Linked DNA regions of Mus musculus: region 1 is linked to region 2. The links are chromatin contacts, called in public HiChIP or PLAC-seq maps. All regions are on one chromosome and are shown on one strand. The core of a region is the stretch at or near the end of the contact, and the rest is flanking DNA. Distances in the headings are between cores, read along the strand shown. Region 1 has its middle 63 kb from the start of Gm36235. Region 2 holds the start of Trib2 (tribbles pseudokinase 2).

What was found. HiChIP or PLAC-seq counts read pairs in DNA pulled down with a chosen protein or histone mark.
Region 1: an H3K27ac HiChIP or PLAC-seq map of regulatory T cells shows a contact between it and region 2, with 3 times the contacts expected there. The contact joins the enhancer-like site here to the promoter of Trib2 in region 2. A contact is called at or near these places in 7 of 39 promoter capture datasets (3T3-L1-derived adipocytes, the C10 cell line, cranial neural crest and 4 more), 2 of 15 datasets of contacts at CTCF or cohesin (the NIH/3T3 cell line and thymocytes), 4 of 484 Hi-C or Micro-C datasets (the N1E-115 cell line, adipose-derived mesenchymal stem cells, nephron progenitors and 1 more), 20 of 115 datasets of contacts at active chromatin or transcription factors (CD8 T cells, astrocytes, cardiomyocytes and 14 more) and 2 of 9 other capture datasets (embryonic stem cells and pancreatic islet).

Annotation. Positions count from the first base shown.
Region 1 is chr12:16,074,728-16,081,838 of GRCm38.p6, forward strand. No RefSeq gene overlaps it. Among named protein-coding and RNA genes, the nearest start is that of Gm36235, 63 kb to the left of the region's middle. Within about 2 kb of position 2,769, at least 3 of the 459 cell types and tissues checked have an H3K27ac peak or open chromatin away from gene starts, as enhancers often do. A contact at or near this core is called in regulatory T cells, where this site is marked.
Region 2 is chr12:15,810,972-15,818,367 of GRCm38.p6, forward strand. It overlaps Trib2 (tribbles pseudokinase 2), which reads right to left and starts at 5,814. Exons shown (of 3, transcript NM_144551.5): 1 at 4,260-5,814. The coding sequence starts at 4,529. Gm5432 (a long non-coding RNA gene) reads left to right here and starts at 5,966. Exons shown (of 3, transcript XR_001780551.2): 1 at 5,966-6,126.

The sequences.
Region 1 (7,111 bases), core at 1,519-4,018, 260 kb after region 2:
AGGTGGAGAAGGGACTGAAGGAGCTGAGGGGGTTTACAGCCCCATAGAGGGAGCAACAGTGTCAACAGGCCAGACCCCCTGGAGCTCCTGGGGACTGGACCACCAACCAAAGATTACACATGGTACAACCCATGGCGCTGGCCACATATGTGGCAGAAGATGGCCTTGTTGGACATCAGTGTGAGGAGAGGCCCTTGGGCCTGAGGGTGTTTAATTCCCCAGTGTAAGGGAATGCCAGAGTGAGAAGATGGGAGTGGATGGGTGGAGCACCCTCATAGAGGCAGGGGGAGAGGGGATGGAATAGGGAGTATCTGAAGAGGAGACCTGGAAAGAGGAAAACATTTGAAATGTAAAGAAAGAAAATATCCAAGAAAAACAAAGATATTCATGAAGGTTATTTTTAAAAAGTAAAATACATCTCAATAAAACAAAAATAAAAACAAAAGTTTAAAAGCAATGTTTTCCACAGACTACAGAGGCCTGCAAAGCCTAATGCGGGTCATTCTTGGTTTCCTTACGGCTGGACTGTGTTCATTTGGTGGCCCCTCTAGGCACCGTTTAGAACTAACCCCCACAATTAGAGAAAAGAAATCCAGGCTAGGAGGGGTGGAGGGGTGTCCTGGGACTCCTCTGGTCTGTAATAGAAACCCAGGAATAAAGATGTTCTCCCTCGGGCATCAGGCTGCAGAGGCCACTAGCTCACTGAGAATCCCCAGAGTCCCACACAGAAGGCAAGTTTGTCCTTCTTCAGGCAAAGGAAAGAAAACAACGGTTACATTTCCTTTATTCAGAGCTATCCAATTCCCAACTGAATAAACACACCAACAAAAACACCAGATGAAATGGCTTGTACTTAAAGTGATTGCTTCCCAGTGTTTACAATAGCGTGGGGTTATTTCAGATAATTCGGAAAATGACCTAAAGGTGTAATCATGAGAACAAGAGTCACCCCAATCTCAGAAGCCAGAAATGACTGTTGCAACTGGATGCCAATTCTTTGACAAATGGGATCATACTAAAATGGTGTGTTCATAGCCAGAATTTTGGATGGTGGTGGTTGTTGTTTTGACATTATACTCTTTATTTCTCTCTGCCATTAAAAAGGCCCTTATAATTTTTGTTTTTCATTTGCCATATAACTGGGGACATCCTTTTACCTAAATTAACTGATACAAGGAAAATAACTTTTAGTTAATGAGCACACTTTCAGTCAACAATCAGAAAGTTACTGTTTCTAGGGCATAGCCTAGACTCCAGGGCCAACAGGGACTCTGGGCTCTGTCTTCTAGGCATTGACTTCTCACATATCTCTTTGTCCATGGGAAAAGCCTGTGCTAGGTCCTTGTGATGCTGAGAGATGAAATCAGCCCAAATTCTGCACTACAGCAGCCCTCAGGCAGGGAGCGAGAGAGCTGGTTGCTGCAATGATGAGAGCAGCTGTGGGGAATGATGCTTTGCACAATCCTCAGAAGGGACAAATCTGCATGGTGCCAAGAAGATCTCGGGGACTGGAACATTTAGAACACATGCTTAGTTTGCAAGCAGTGTATAACATTGTGTTTCTAGTACCTACATAGGGAGAGTGCTCTGACCAATGAAATGATTCCCTGCCTGGTTGTGTTATTGTTTAAAGCAAAGTTTAGTGCTGGAAACTGGTGACTGTTGAACCTTGCTACCAAGGTTATTTTCCACCATGTCTGGGCAGCTTTTGTGAACTCAGCACAAAATGGAGGACTCCCCTTTCTTAGCTGGGCCTCCTCTTCTCTGCCTGATCTCTTGAATGGCTCCCCATGCAAATGAGATATGCCCAGGACTGTAAGCCTCAGCTAGTGAAACTTCATCCTAAGAAGAACCCCCTTCCCACTCTCCAGGGTTGATTCACCTGGAATAAAGTGTGTGAGCACAAGCTGTTTTGGTGGAGATCGTCTAAGAGAGCCATTTTCTAAAAGAGCTGTGATACTGAAGAGCCCTAATACTGAAGTCTTGGGATACCTCCCCTCTTGCCTCTGGCAGTGCCTGACCGGGATCCTGCTAACTTACCCAATCCAGACTTCGCTCCATCCTTCTCTACTCTGTGTGCAGCAGTGCCTGGACATCACAAAGGAAGAAATTAAAAAGGGAACCACAGTGACAAGTTCAGTACAGACATGTTTTGTCCCATCTGAAGTCAAGGAAGCATCCTTGTCTAGGGAAAGCCCCATGAGCCACTTTTCTTGTATGCTCAGTGCTTCCCACACCTATTCCTTCCTCTCAGCAGAGTCTCAAAAATACTCCCCAAATACTCTCCTCACACTGGAAGCAATGGATTTACCACCATAAGGTACCACACAATGCTTTCTGAGACCAATGTTCTTCATAAACCAGGATTTCCTCCAAGGACATAGCTGACCTTGGTCAGCACAGGAAAGACCCTTCTCTGTGTGCTAAATTCGGTAACAGTTTCCCTCCCCTGGATCCTCCATTGGGATATGCTGTGTTTTCATTCCTGTTTTGTCTAGCTGCATCTTTTCCAGTCCAAGAGCTGATTATGTTGTACAGTTTACAGTACAGGCTCCTCGGTACCCCATCTCCTCTGCCCCACCAAAGGACAGCACCAGAAAGTCCTGCTCTCAAAGGCCTTTGACTGTACACCAAGGGATGTTCTCCTAGTGTCTGAAGCCTTTAGCATTGCACAGGTCTTACTTCATCCCCTTATGGCAGTGGACTGATGATGCAACCTGTAGCTGCTTCCTCTGTGATACCATGCAGATCTCTTCTTACTGGTGAGATGATTGTTAACAAGGTTATACTCTTTAATGATGGCTGGTGTGATGCCATCTTCTGGATGGTCTAAACTGTGTACTCTACATCTGGTAAGAAGAAGCTAAACCCTCAAATATCCAGCCAAGAGTAGAATCCTATTACCTGTTGTAGTCTGAATGAAAATAACCTCCATAGATCCAAACGGAGTAGCACTATTAGGAGGTGTGGCCTTGGAGTAGGAGTGGCCTTGTTGGAGGAAGCACATCACTGGAGGTAGACTCTGAGGTCTCAGATGCTCAAGCCAGGTCCAGTGTCTCACTCCCTTCCTGTTTCCTGCAGATCTGGATATAGAACTCTCAGCTACTTCTCCAGCACCATGTCTGCCTGTATGCTGCCATGCTTCCTGTCATGATGATAATAGACTAAATCTCTGAAACTGTAAGCCAGACAGTTGAATGCTTTCCTTTATAAGAGTTGCCATGGTTTTGTTGTATCTTCACAGCAATAGAAGCTCTATCTGAGACAATGTCCATACACTGCCTCTCAGGAATATCACACAACCGTAGACCTGTAAACAGGCACTAACTTAATTGCAAGCCAAGTTGTGAGGTAGATTGAGTAAATTTCTGTCAATGCTTTGTGAATCCTGACTTCTGGAACCGGGAGGAACAACTAATTACTTTTCCTTGGAACCACTGTCTCTGAGCAGAAGGGAAAGGGGCCAGGGAGGCTAATGGGCAGCACATTCCAACCCTTGATGCATGGACAAGTTTTACTTGGAATTCAATATTTTTTGTCAAACAAAAGACAAAGCATGCTCCCCAGGGACCGCCGGTCCAGTCTTCTAGAGTGGCTGAAGTGGAGAACCTCAAGAAGCATTTCTTCTAAAACTCTCCTTTATAAACAGCAACACTGAGCCCTAAAGAAGGGGCTGGCCCTAAAGCACCTATCAAGTACAAGCTGGAGCTCTGAAGAGAGCCCAGACCTACCATGCTCTCTGCTTTGCAGGTGAAATAGGATTAGGAGTTGATTGAAAGAGACATATGCCAGAGCTCATAGTCAGGCCCCTGGATCCCGTCTCTGGGAACAAGGCTGCCCCTAGCTCTCCTTACCGCTGCTCTCAGAAGCCTGGAGGAAAGGGAGGGTGATCAGTTGTATTTCTCCTTTCTTACTTGTCTGCTGTGTGAGCCCTCTTTTTCTTTCCTCAGATAACAGGGTGAGGCAAGCCAGGTGAGTCAGGGTCATATTCTCTTGTTTAATTCAGTATACTTCCCATTTGCTGTTTTAAAAGTAAATGTAGCATTAAGACGGTAGGCTGGCCGGCATCTTTTATGCCTCCTTGTATTTTTTTTTTCTTTTTTGACTCAAGGTGAGTGTCTTGCTCTAGGGATTCTACTAACACTCCATCACTCCTTCCAGCCAGGCCCTTCCCATTCCATCACCCATCAGCCTGGGGAAGATAGGTTTGTAGCTTCACAGCCATTTTTCGATGTGTGGTCCTCTCCTGACATGCCAAGAGCATTCCTACTGAGAGTGCTGATGTGCAATGATAAAAAGAATGATGGCCACCCAGCATCATTGGATACAGATCTAAGAAATGGAGAGCTCCTAACTGTGAGGGAAAGGATGCGTGGAGAGGATCAGGAAGCTTGCTTGGCTTTGTAGGCACACAACCTAGGCGACAAGTGCTGGTAACAACTTGGCGGTTGTTGATGCACACTGATGGGCCATCTGGGATCTGAAGGCAGTGGAGCAGGGACTCAGGCACTGCTCCTGTTCTTACAGAAGCCACAGCCTAGAGGTATGGAAGCCTTCATTTCTCTGGACCTCGCTTTTTACAACCAAAAACGAAAATGGTACCGTCTTGCTGTCCGTCTAACACTGGGTAGAAAGCCCAGTTAAAATTTGCCTGTGGAACCTTGATGTGAAATCTTCACTCTGCACAGTTAGACTTTCCTTATGGAGTGAATCTTCATACTCTCTTCACACTAACTTGGAGAGTTGGGCAACAAAAGAGAAAAGGTCACTGGGCCCTTCCAACAGATTGCCTGAGCATGCAAGGGTCGTTTTATGGTCGAACACTCCTTGCAGGCACAGTGAAGGCTTTTGGAGTTTCCTCTCAAACTGACCATTCTAAGAGCATTATTATTTTAAAATATATGTTTTTTTTTTAAAAAAAAAAGAATAAATTCACTTCATCTAATTAACTTACTAATAAAATCATGAAAGGGCTACTTTAAGGTCAATCCCCCACCACACATTAGCCCAGCTCCAAACTGTGCATCTCAGTGGTGGTCTTATGGTAATAATGGCTCTTCTGAAGCAATGATTCTTACACTTTATTGTCAACAGCATTTTCACTCACTTACCCACTATACAAAAGAAAAGAAAAACTGTGATGGACTTGCAACTAGGAAAAAAAAAAAAAAAGCTTTATATCCAGTTTCAGATCTATGTGTCCTTTGCCTGACTCCTGTCCTTCCTTGTCACCTAATTATCACCCTATCTTAGTCTCCTTCCTAGAGTTTATAGGACGCCCACCCTTATACCATTGCACATACACGTGTACATTGCAGGCTAGGATCCACAAATGATGGACAATGTCCAGTTATTTTTGGTCTAAGCCCAGTCATTTCACTTAATATACATTCTAAGTCCCTCCATCTCATGCAAGTAGTATGATTTATTTTTTTCTTAAAGTTAGATAATATTTCACTTTGCATCTGTAGCCCATCTATTCATTGGCTCTATTCACTGGCTAAAGAATGTCTAGGCTGGTTCCATTTTCTTATTATCATAAATGAAGCAGCATTAAGCAGAGAGCTGCAAATATTCCCTATGGTAGAATGTGGAGTTCTGGATATACACCTTGGGAAGAAATAGCTGGGTCCATGATAGTTCCATTTGCAACTCTTGAGAAACCTCCAAACTGATTTCCACAATGGCTGTGTTAATTTACACTCCCAACCAGCAGAGAATAAGGGATTATTTCTGTCCACACCCCCTCCATCTACCTTGATCACAGTCATTCTGACTAGGGTGACATGCTATCCAAAAATAGATTTAATTTACATTTCCCTGCTGACCAAGGATGTTGACCACTTTGTGAAAGGTCATTTTTTTAAAGCTGCCTATTTAATTCATTAGCCCAGTTGATGTTGGCAGCTTCACTTTCTTGGTATGTATCTTCTACAATTCTTTGTAAATTCTGGATATTTGTCCCTGATCTGAAGTAGAGCTAGTAAAGATTCCCTCCCATTCCACAGACTCTTTTCTCTACTGGCAGTTTCCTTTGCTTCACAGAAACATTCTAATGTCATGCCATCCCATCTGTTGATTTGGGAGTCTGTTTTAGTGCCCTTGGCTTTCTCTTGAGAAAGTCCAGACTTATCTCAGTGTCTTGAGGAATATTCTGGACATTTTCCTCAGCAGTTGAAGTATTTCTAGTCTGAGTTTATAGCCATCGATGCATTTTAATTTATTTTATGCAAGGTGAAAGCTATGAATCTAATTTCATTCTTCTGCAGGTGGGTGCCCAGTTTTGCCTGCACCATTTGTTGAGTGGGTTATCTTTTTCTTTTTCCACTGCATATTTTTTCTCTTTTTGTCCAAATTAGGTGGGTATAACTTTGTTAGCTTATTTCTGGGTCCTCTTTTCTATTCTATGGATCTGTCTGTTTTTATGGCTATACCAGGTTGCCTTTTTCTCCTGTAAATTTTACAGTTCTATAGAACCACATTTATCCTTAACCTCACCCTTCTGCCTCTGAACTTGGCTCTTCATCCTTTATGGCTTTCTTTATGCCTTCCCAAAGGGGCACCGAGAATTACTTGAGCACATATACACACTGACAGTAGAGCAATTTCAGTCTTTCTCTGGAGCTTTGTTGGGAGAAAGCTCTCCCTACCTATAGTGGGAGGCAGGATTCTGAGATTACCTCTGGGGAGGTATGGCCTCGAGCAAGGTCTTGCAGGTAGGTAGGACTTCTTATCAGTAGAACTTGGCAAAGATGAAGCAATAGTCACCTTGATTGAATTATATTATGACCATGTTATGGACTTGTTTGCATTCTGTTGTTCTGTGTAAGACTCCATCAGAGAAACCTGACATGAGTCTTGAAGATATAATCTGCCATGTTCTGTCTGTTTCAATATTCCAGCTAAGGATGAAGGGTAACACAGTTCAGTCTAAAACAAAACAAAACAAAACAAAACAAAACAAAACAAAACAAAACAAAACACAGCAAAGCAAATGCCCAAGCACTTATTATGGGCTACTGATCATAGCACACTACTATAGAGTTCACACTATTACACTGGATAACTATAAAGCCATCCCAACATACAAAAATGAATCCATATGCCCTCA
Region 2 (7,396 bases), core at 4,564-7,063:
AGGCTGGCTTCCCTCTTCCCTCCACAGATATCTAACTCAATGAATCAATTATGCAACGATTTTCTATGAATCAGAGTTAGCCTGCGAAATGCCACCTCACTGTTGCTTAAGAAAAAAATGCACCATCAATACCTTCTGAACAGACCTAAGAAACGAACGAACGCACAACAAAGATTTGAAGGGTGGAAAGGGAGCTTTTCATTCACGTCACAGCCTGTAGTTACTCAGCTAGGGCAGCACCTAGGGCTGGAACGGGTTTCCCTTGCTCAGGGGGAGAATGTGCAGGGAGGGGAGGGGCTGTTTGAAAATGGTATGGGGTGAATAAGGGGGTGGGGGAGGTTCATTTAAAAGAAGGTCTAGCCATCCTCTGTGGCAGTGAGCTCTTCTTCCTCATCAGTATTTGGAGTGCAGTAGGAGAGAAGCAGGAAAAAAAACCCTACCTGGGGGTGCTTACCGCTCTCACTAGGCCACCATTCACCCGAATAGGATAGATAAAGTGCACAAAGAACCTCCCTTTTGTATCATAAGTACCCTGACTTAGGCATCACAACCTTTTGTGGGTCCCGATCCCACCCAGGAACCTCTGTCGCCCTTCGCTTTGTTAACAAGGCCCAGTCCGGAATGCACGTGTTACCCTAAAATCCTTCTGAGGGAATTCCTGGGCCTTCTGTAGCCCATTCAAGGAACACAGGCTGCAATATAAAATTCCAAGAGTTAAGTAACTGAGCATTTAAAAAAAAAAAAAAACCTGTGAGTCAAACAGGGACAATAAGCACCTCACTGAGGCTGGTGCTAACTGGGGCTGAGGAAGCAAAGTCAACAATCAGCTGTGAATGAGGCATAATGAGGTACCTCAGGAAAGTGGCGCAGCTGTTGCCACTACACCCTTGAATTTAAGAATGAATGCTTCAGCCTCCCCGGAGACCACAAATCACACCCTGATACTGTCAAATGATGACCTCAGAGCAGTGACCTCAGTGGCCCACTCAATTAGGAATCTGAAATGCTCGAGTCAACCTTAGCTTACAGGCTGCAGGCCACAGAATCGGGGAAGCCTCAGCAATTTCATCAAGGAACACACACACACACACTCTCTCTCTCTCTCTCACACACTCACACACACACACTCACACACACACTCTCACACACACACTCACACACATTCACACACACTCACACACTCACACACACACTCACACACACACTCACACACACACTCACACACACAAACATACACACACACACACACACACATACACACACACACACACTCACACACCGTAGTGGCTAATGTCAACAAGCTGCATTATATAAGTGGCATGATTTGTTCTGAAGCACCAGGCTGTGGCTTCTGTCACCAGGGCCTACCGGTCTGATTATTTATAATACATTTCCTGTTTCCAGTTGCCTTTCAAAAAATAAAATAAAGTAACCTTTTGCTCGGCATGGTTAGCCTGTTCTCTTCCCCATCGCACAGCTGAAAAACTGAATGAACAGAGAACTAAATGAAAGTAGCAGATTCGTGGCAGCCTCCCAATGTGGCCGTGCCCTTTGTAGGAGAATGCAAAATGGTGGACAGAAAATGAAAAGCTAAAAGAATTGCTTACATTTTCCTAAACAGGAAGGAGTCAAAGTTTTATTAGTGGCTATAACAGGCATTTATAGGCTTGGGCTGGTATTTAAACCATCACCCTCAAGTGCAAAAATCAAGCCCTGAGCCTGGGTGCCAGCTCCTTTTAAATGTTTAATTGGGAGTCTTGGTTATATAATGTGACAGTTCAGATAAGGCCCTAAGATCAGGCCACATTCATCATGTCTGAAAAGAAAAAAAAGAAAGAGGGCCCATTCTGCCAAGATAGTAATTATGTTATTCTGCACAGTAGCTACAAGAATTTTTGTAAAAACAGCTAAAGGCCCCCTAAAGATCCTTTCCTACTTTGGCTAACTAAAGTAGGCTTGTGGAGGTGATAATCAGGCTAGGGAATTTTGCTTATGCCCCTGGAAGCCCCTCCCCCCTCCCCGCCTCCTCCCCACCACAGAGTGTCCTACAGAATACTCTAATGAACCCCCACAATAAATACAACCTTTCTGGTTTTGTACATTTTTTTTGCATAAACATGAAGTTAGGAAACAGGAACCCCATGTTAAGACACCAAAAGGAGGTGGGTTCAAATGTGGAGGTTTTCGAATCCTGTAGCGAGCTAAAGAGCCCACAGTGTGTATATTGGGGCAGTCATAGCATCACCGTAATAAAACTCTCCTAGAGAGGGTGGCACACAGCTGTGCTCAGAAGTCACCCACATCACCTCAGGGGAAAAAGACAGGAGAACAGAAGCTGTGGAGTCGTAAAGGGATGACCTCTGTCAAACAAAACAATGATACCACACTTAAATCCGCTTGCAGCCGCACTGTAATTGGCGAGGACCTGATTCAATCTTTGAAATAACTAAACCAACAGATTAAGTACAGTTTGGGGCCAGGGAGCAAGTCGGCAAATGACACTGTAAGGTCAGCCTAGAGTGAAATATGTCTCGAAGGATCAGAAAGGAAAACGAACAGAGAGACCAGAGATAGCCCTAGTTTTAAACAAAGAAAGAATAGCAAGATGCTCTTGCAGAATTTGGCCACAGACAGTTCTTACGTAAAATCATCTCCAGCCTTTGGAAGAGAAATATATTAAAGTGCTGGACTGAGGGTGAGCAAAAGGAGGGGGAGGGGCTCTCTGCCGATGATGGTGCATATTTCATAGGAGAATGACAGCTCAGTGGAATTCATTCATTTCAAAGGATGACTGTCCTATTGTGCAGTGTGTGGGGCTCCAATCAGGCTCTGAGTTGCCTACTAAATTTAATGCTTTAGCTGGGCATAGTTGCTCTTGATTACAGTAACTTGGAGAAGATGCAAAAACCCCCAACACTTAGTACATGCAAACAGCAGCATTTAAAGAGTCTCTGGTTTCCTCTAAAAATCGGAAATAAATAATCTCAGAACTGCCTTCTGAGATCTTCACCCACCCGGTTTTTGCAAGGAAGCGCTCCAAGTCAGCACGAAAGAAGGTGATTTCACAAAGCAGCCAGTGATTAATTGAGGAAAAGTGTAATACAGTATTTGTAGCACAGCTGTGCACATTACCCATTTTAAAGGCAGCACAGTCGCACTTCCACCTCAATAAATAAATAAATAAATAAATAAATAAATAAATAAGAAGAACCTAAATTTAAGTGGTAATGTATTCTTGATCTACATCTGGGGAAGTCCTGTTCTCCACTGCAGTAGGAAACTGACTGTAGTCAAATACTTTGTTATTATCCTTCCTTGGTCCTCTTGTCTGGTACTCGGTTAGCACACACAAAGACACACTGACACATAGAGACACAAACCAGTTACTGTTCAGGGTCAAAGACAAAAAGGAAATTGAAGTGTCCTTCTTAGTACTAGCCCAGGGGGCTCTAAAGGGCAGTCTCTAAACAGGCAAAGGTGGCCTTGTGGGTGCAGGGGAGTAGCAATGGGGGTGTGCAGTCAGGGAGTCTGAAGACGCGAAGAAACCTAGACAAAAAGAACCAAAGGATTCGTTGTTCACCCAAAGGTGCGCAAGGGGCGAATTTCCACCCCAACCTTCCTTTCCAGGCTTCAAGCCGAAGAAAGAGCTTTAAAACTCCTCTTTTCCCCGGCTAGAGCCTTGGTCTCAGCCAGAGGGGACACTTTTTGTGTCTCTTTTAAAAGGCCACCTTTGGAACAAAGGTTTAACACCTGCAGGCTGCTAAGAACAATGGCTACAAAAGAAACCAGAGGAGCAGCGTTTGAAAACCAACCGGGGATTCCCTAGTCCTTGCAGCGAGGGGAGGGGAATCGACTCAGAGAGAGAAATGCCCAGGCAAGGGGAATCAGCCCGGTGCACCCGAGCTCTACGAGCCTCCTAAGGGGCACGCGTGTCCGTGCCCCAGTTCAGATTCGCCGCCCTCCCTTCCCGGATCTCCCCAAAACGCCCCCGCTGCAGCCCGCCTCATTGTCTGAAACGGTCTGAAAACTTCGCAACTAGTCGAACGTGGACAGACACACAAATAAACCCTCTTAACGAGGCCACGCATAATGATCCCGGGAGTCTTTCGCCCCTGGACTTGAGAGCTTTCCGACCTCCCGCACCGTCCCCGGCCCCTGGCAAAAGACCCAGGATGATTTTTTTTTAATTTTTTAAAAAAAAAATTTTAATTTTTTTTAAGCAAAAAAACAAAACGCAAAAGCAAAGCTGGGCTGGTTACCTTGCAAACCAGCTCCTCTCCGCTGTGCAGATGCACAGCGCGGAAAACGTGGTCTCCCTCCAGAGGCTCCAACAGTAAGTATTTCCCGATGCAAGAAACGCAATGCGACAAGTTCGGAGTCTCGGGCGGGCTCGGAGAGCCAAGGTTCGGGCTGAAACTCTGGCTGGGCTCAGCGGACCTTATAGACGACAGCTCTTCGAAATCCTGGGTTTTGTTCCGCGATCTCCCATATCTCGCTATTGTGATAGGGGTAGACCTGTGTATGTTCATGAGTGTGAGGATCGCACACGACAAAACAAACAAACAAACCAAAAAACCCCTCTGGAGAGATGGATGAGCCGCGCCGGTGCAGGCGCCTCGGTGCTACCGACTTAAAAGGATCAAGAAGGGAGGGGACCCGTCTGGGGCTCCGTGGAGGAAGAGTTAAGAACTAGCCCCCAGATGGGCGCTGCAGGGCTGGTCCCCGGCTGCGAGCCCCGCTCCCGGGGGTGCTCGCTCTGCGGACAACTCGGGTCCTTTTGTTACCCAGAAGCTGCCAGCGCGGTGCAGAACCGCACGCTGGACTCAGTGGGTCTCTGTTCGCAGCGTGGATCTGGACGAGTGAGCGTGCCTCTGGGGTGAGGAGCTGCAGCGCCGGGCTTCTGAGCGATCCCCAGCTGAGGATCCGCAGACCGGGCGGAGAAGCCCTGCGTGGAGTTTGTGCAGTCTTCAGGGAGCGCGCGGCGCCGGCTCGCCCTCCACGCGTTAGAAACCAAACAAAAAGAAAAAGGAAATAAGCTCGGGTCTACCGGCTCACGCCGCGCGGCAGCCAGAATCCGCGCTGCACCCCCCTCTTTTTGGTGGAAAGGGTGGGGGGCGTGTAAGGGGGGTGCTAGAGAGGGCAGTTACCTAAGTCTTAACTGTAGATGGCGTCTGAGGCTTTTCCAAAAAATCGCAGAGCTGTCTCTCTCAAGAAAAAAAAAAAAAGACAGAAAAAAAAAATTGCAAAGGCGCTTTTAACTTGGGGCGGTCAGCAGTGGCAACAAAAGATTGCAAAAGCTGAGTAGGGAGTGCGCGGAGTAGGGCAGGCACAGGTACCGCGACAAAGCCCAAGGCAGAGCCCGCGCGGTCAGCACTAGCTCTTGCTGTCGCTGCTCACGTCCCAGATCCTCCTCCGATGAAGCAAGAAGTGCGGGCGGTGACCTGGGGGGTACCAGCAGCAGGAGCTTTCCGGGGGTCCTGCAGGAGCTGCCAGCAGATGCTCCCCGGACTCCGTCAACCCGCGGCGTTCCTTTTCCGCTGCACAACTGGGTCTTGAGCCTTGAAACAATTTGCAAACCACTCTTGTCTCCCGATGCCTTGCGACCAAATTGCACGGCGGGGTTTGCTCTGCAGGAAAAATAAAAATCGACGGCTTGTCTTCTTTTCTTATTATTTTTTTTTTCTTGCCACCCAGAAGTAGGAGAGGACCGTGTATTTAAAAATTAAAGGGGATGGCCACGGCGCCCTAGGCCAATCCCGGCGCTCAAGCACGCCCGCATCCCCGGGCGAGGCGGTATTAATAGTTACTTACGTGGCCGGGGATCTCGGAGCGAGCCCGGCTGTGTGTGCGCGTATGTGTGCGCGCGCGCCTCGCTTGCTCGCGCTCGGTCTCCCCATTCAATGTCACCGACACATTTCCACAGAGCCCCCGCCCTCTTCGCCGGCCCCGCCCTACCCACGCCCCGGCCCCTGTCATTGAGCCCGGAGCCCATCAATCAGCGGCGCCGCTGCCAGTGCGCGCGCGGCTCCCCTGCGCCCGCCGGCGGCCAGGGCTGCTGCCGCCACTCCTGCAGTGCCCCCACTGGGGGCGCCAGCCTCGCCCCCGGATGGCTCGGCCAGGCGCGAGGTAAACAGTGCTTTATATCCTTCCGCAGTCCAAGGGCTCTGGGCTCCCCTGGCCTGCTGTTCGCGCTGCAGCGACAGGGATGCTGGACTGTGTATCTGCCACCGTCGCCACGCAACACCGGCAGGCTCAGGTCAACTTTGAGACTTAGATCCTCTTCCCCGGGATTTTCCGCAGAAAGCCTCGCATCTTCTGGGTACCGGGCACCCCTCTGCTGCTATGTTAACCTGAACAAGCAGTTCCCCGCGGGTTTTAAAAAAAATGAAGGATTCTTGCAGCCCACAGTCTCTAGAATTAGTTTTATTCTTTCTCTCCGGTTGCTTATCATTTCAACAGAAGTCCATTGTGAGCTTGTAGTTAGTGTCACCACCCCTCCCCCACTTACCAGTTATAGGATTGGGGATCCTTTCAGAGTCTTTTGACTTCAGGACAAGGTCTTTGGGGAGAGCTCAGGAACACACACCTTTGCACCCACACTTCCAGCAAAGGATGTTGGCTCCTAGCCAAGGAGTCAGGCTTCTCCAGCCCCGGCATCTCAGTATTTAGGCCAAGAACACATTCAATACCGGGTTCAACGGAAGGCTGCACTTTGACCCTTGCTTATTCTTAACTTCCTGGGAAGGTTCTGGACCATTGGCTTGAACAGACCTGGGGAAAGTTCAGACCACAGCTTAAGCCTCTTGACTTTACCTAATGCATCCTGGTAAGAGTAGCAATGTAGCAGGGGAAAACAGAAAGAGAAAGAAGCAACCAAGGTCTGGGGCAAGACTGCTGGGCTTACTCTTGAGTTTTTACCCGCATAAGGCACCTCTTTCTATGAGGGAGGTCACTCTGTAACAATATTCTGCACTACCACTTTTGAACAGAAATAGAGAACTAGTTATAATTATACTTAACCGGGACAATAGTGGCTCTAATGATCAGGAGTTCCCTGAGGGTTGTTTCAGAGTAGTGAATGGACCTTGCTTGTTCAGCTAGCCACCCTAGAGGACAGATCTTGAGAAGAAACTAAAATGCCCCATGTCTTCTCATAGATCTCCCATCCTTCTCCCCACTCATCTGCCTTAAACTCAGACTCTGATCCCTAAACTGTCCCTTAAGGGGACCACAGCTTGAGGAAGTCACCATGACTACAGAGTAGTGTGCCATGCAGTCTCTGCCCAGTTCAAGAACAGGTCCTAGACAAACAATCTCTACAGAGGATCCATTGAGAAAGGTTCCCTGGGGCCTCTGTTGGGTGACTGTCACCAAACTTTCTTGTAGAAGTTTGAGA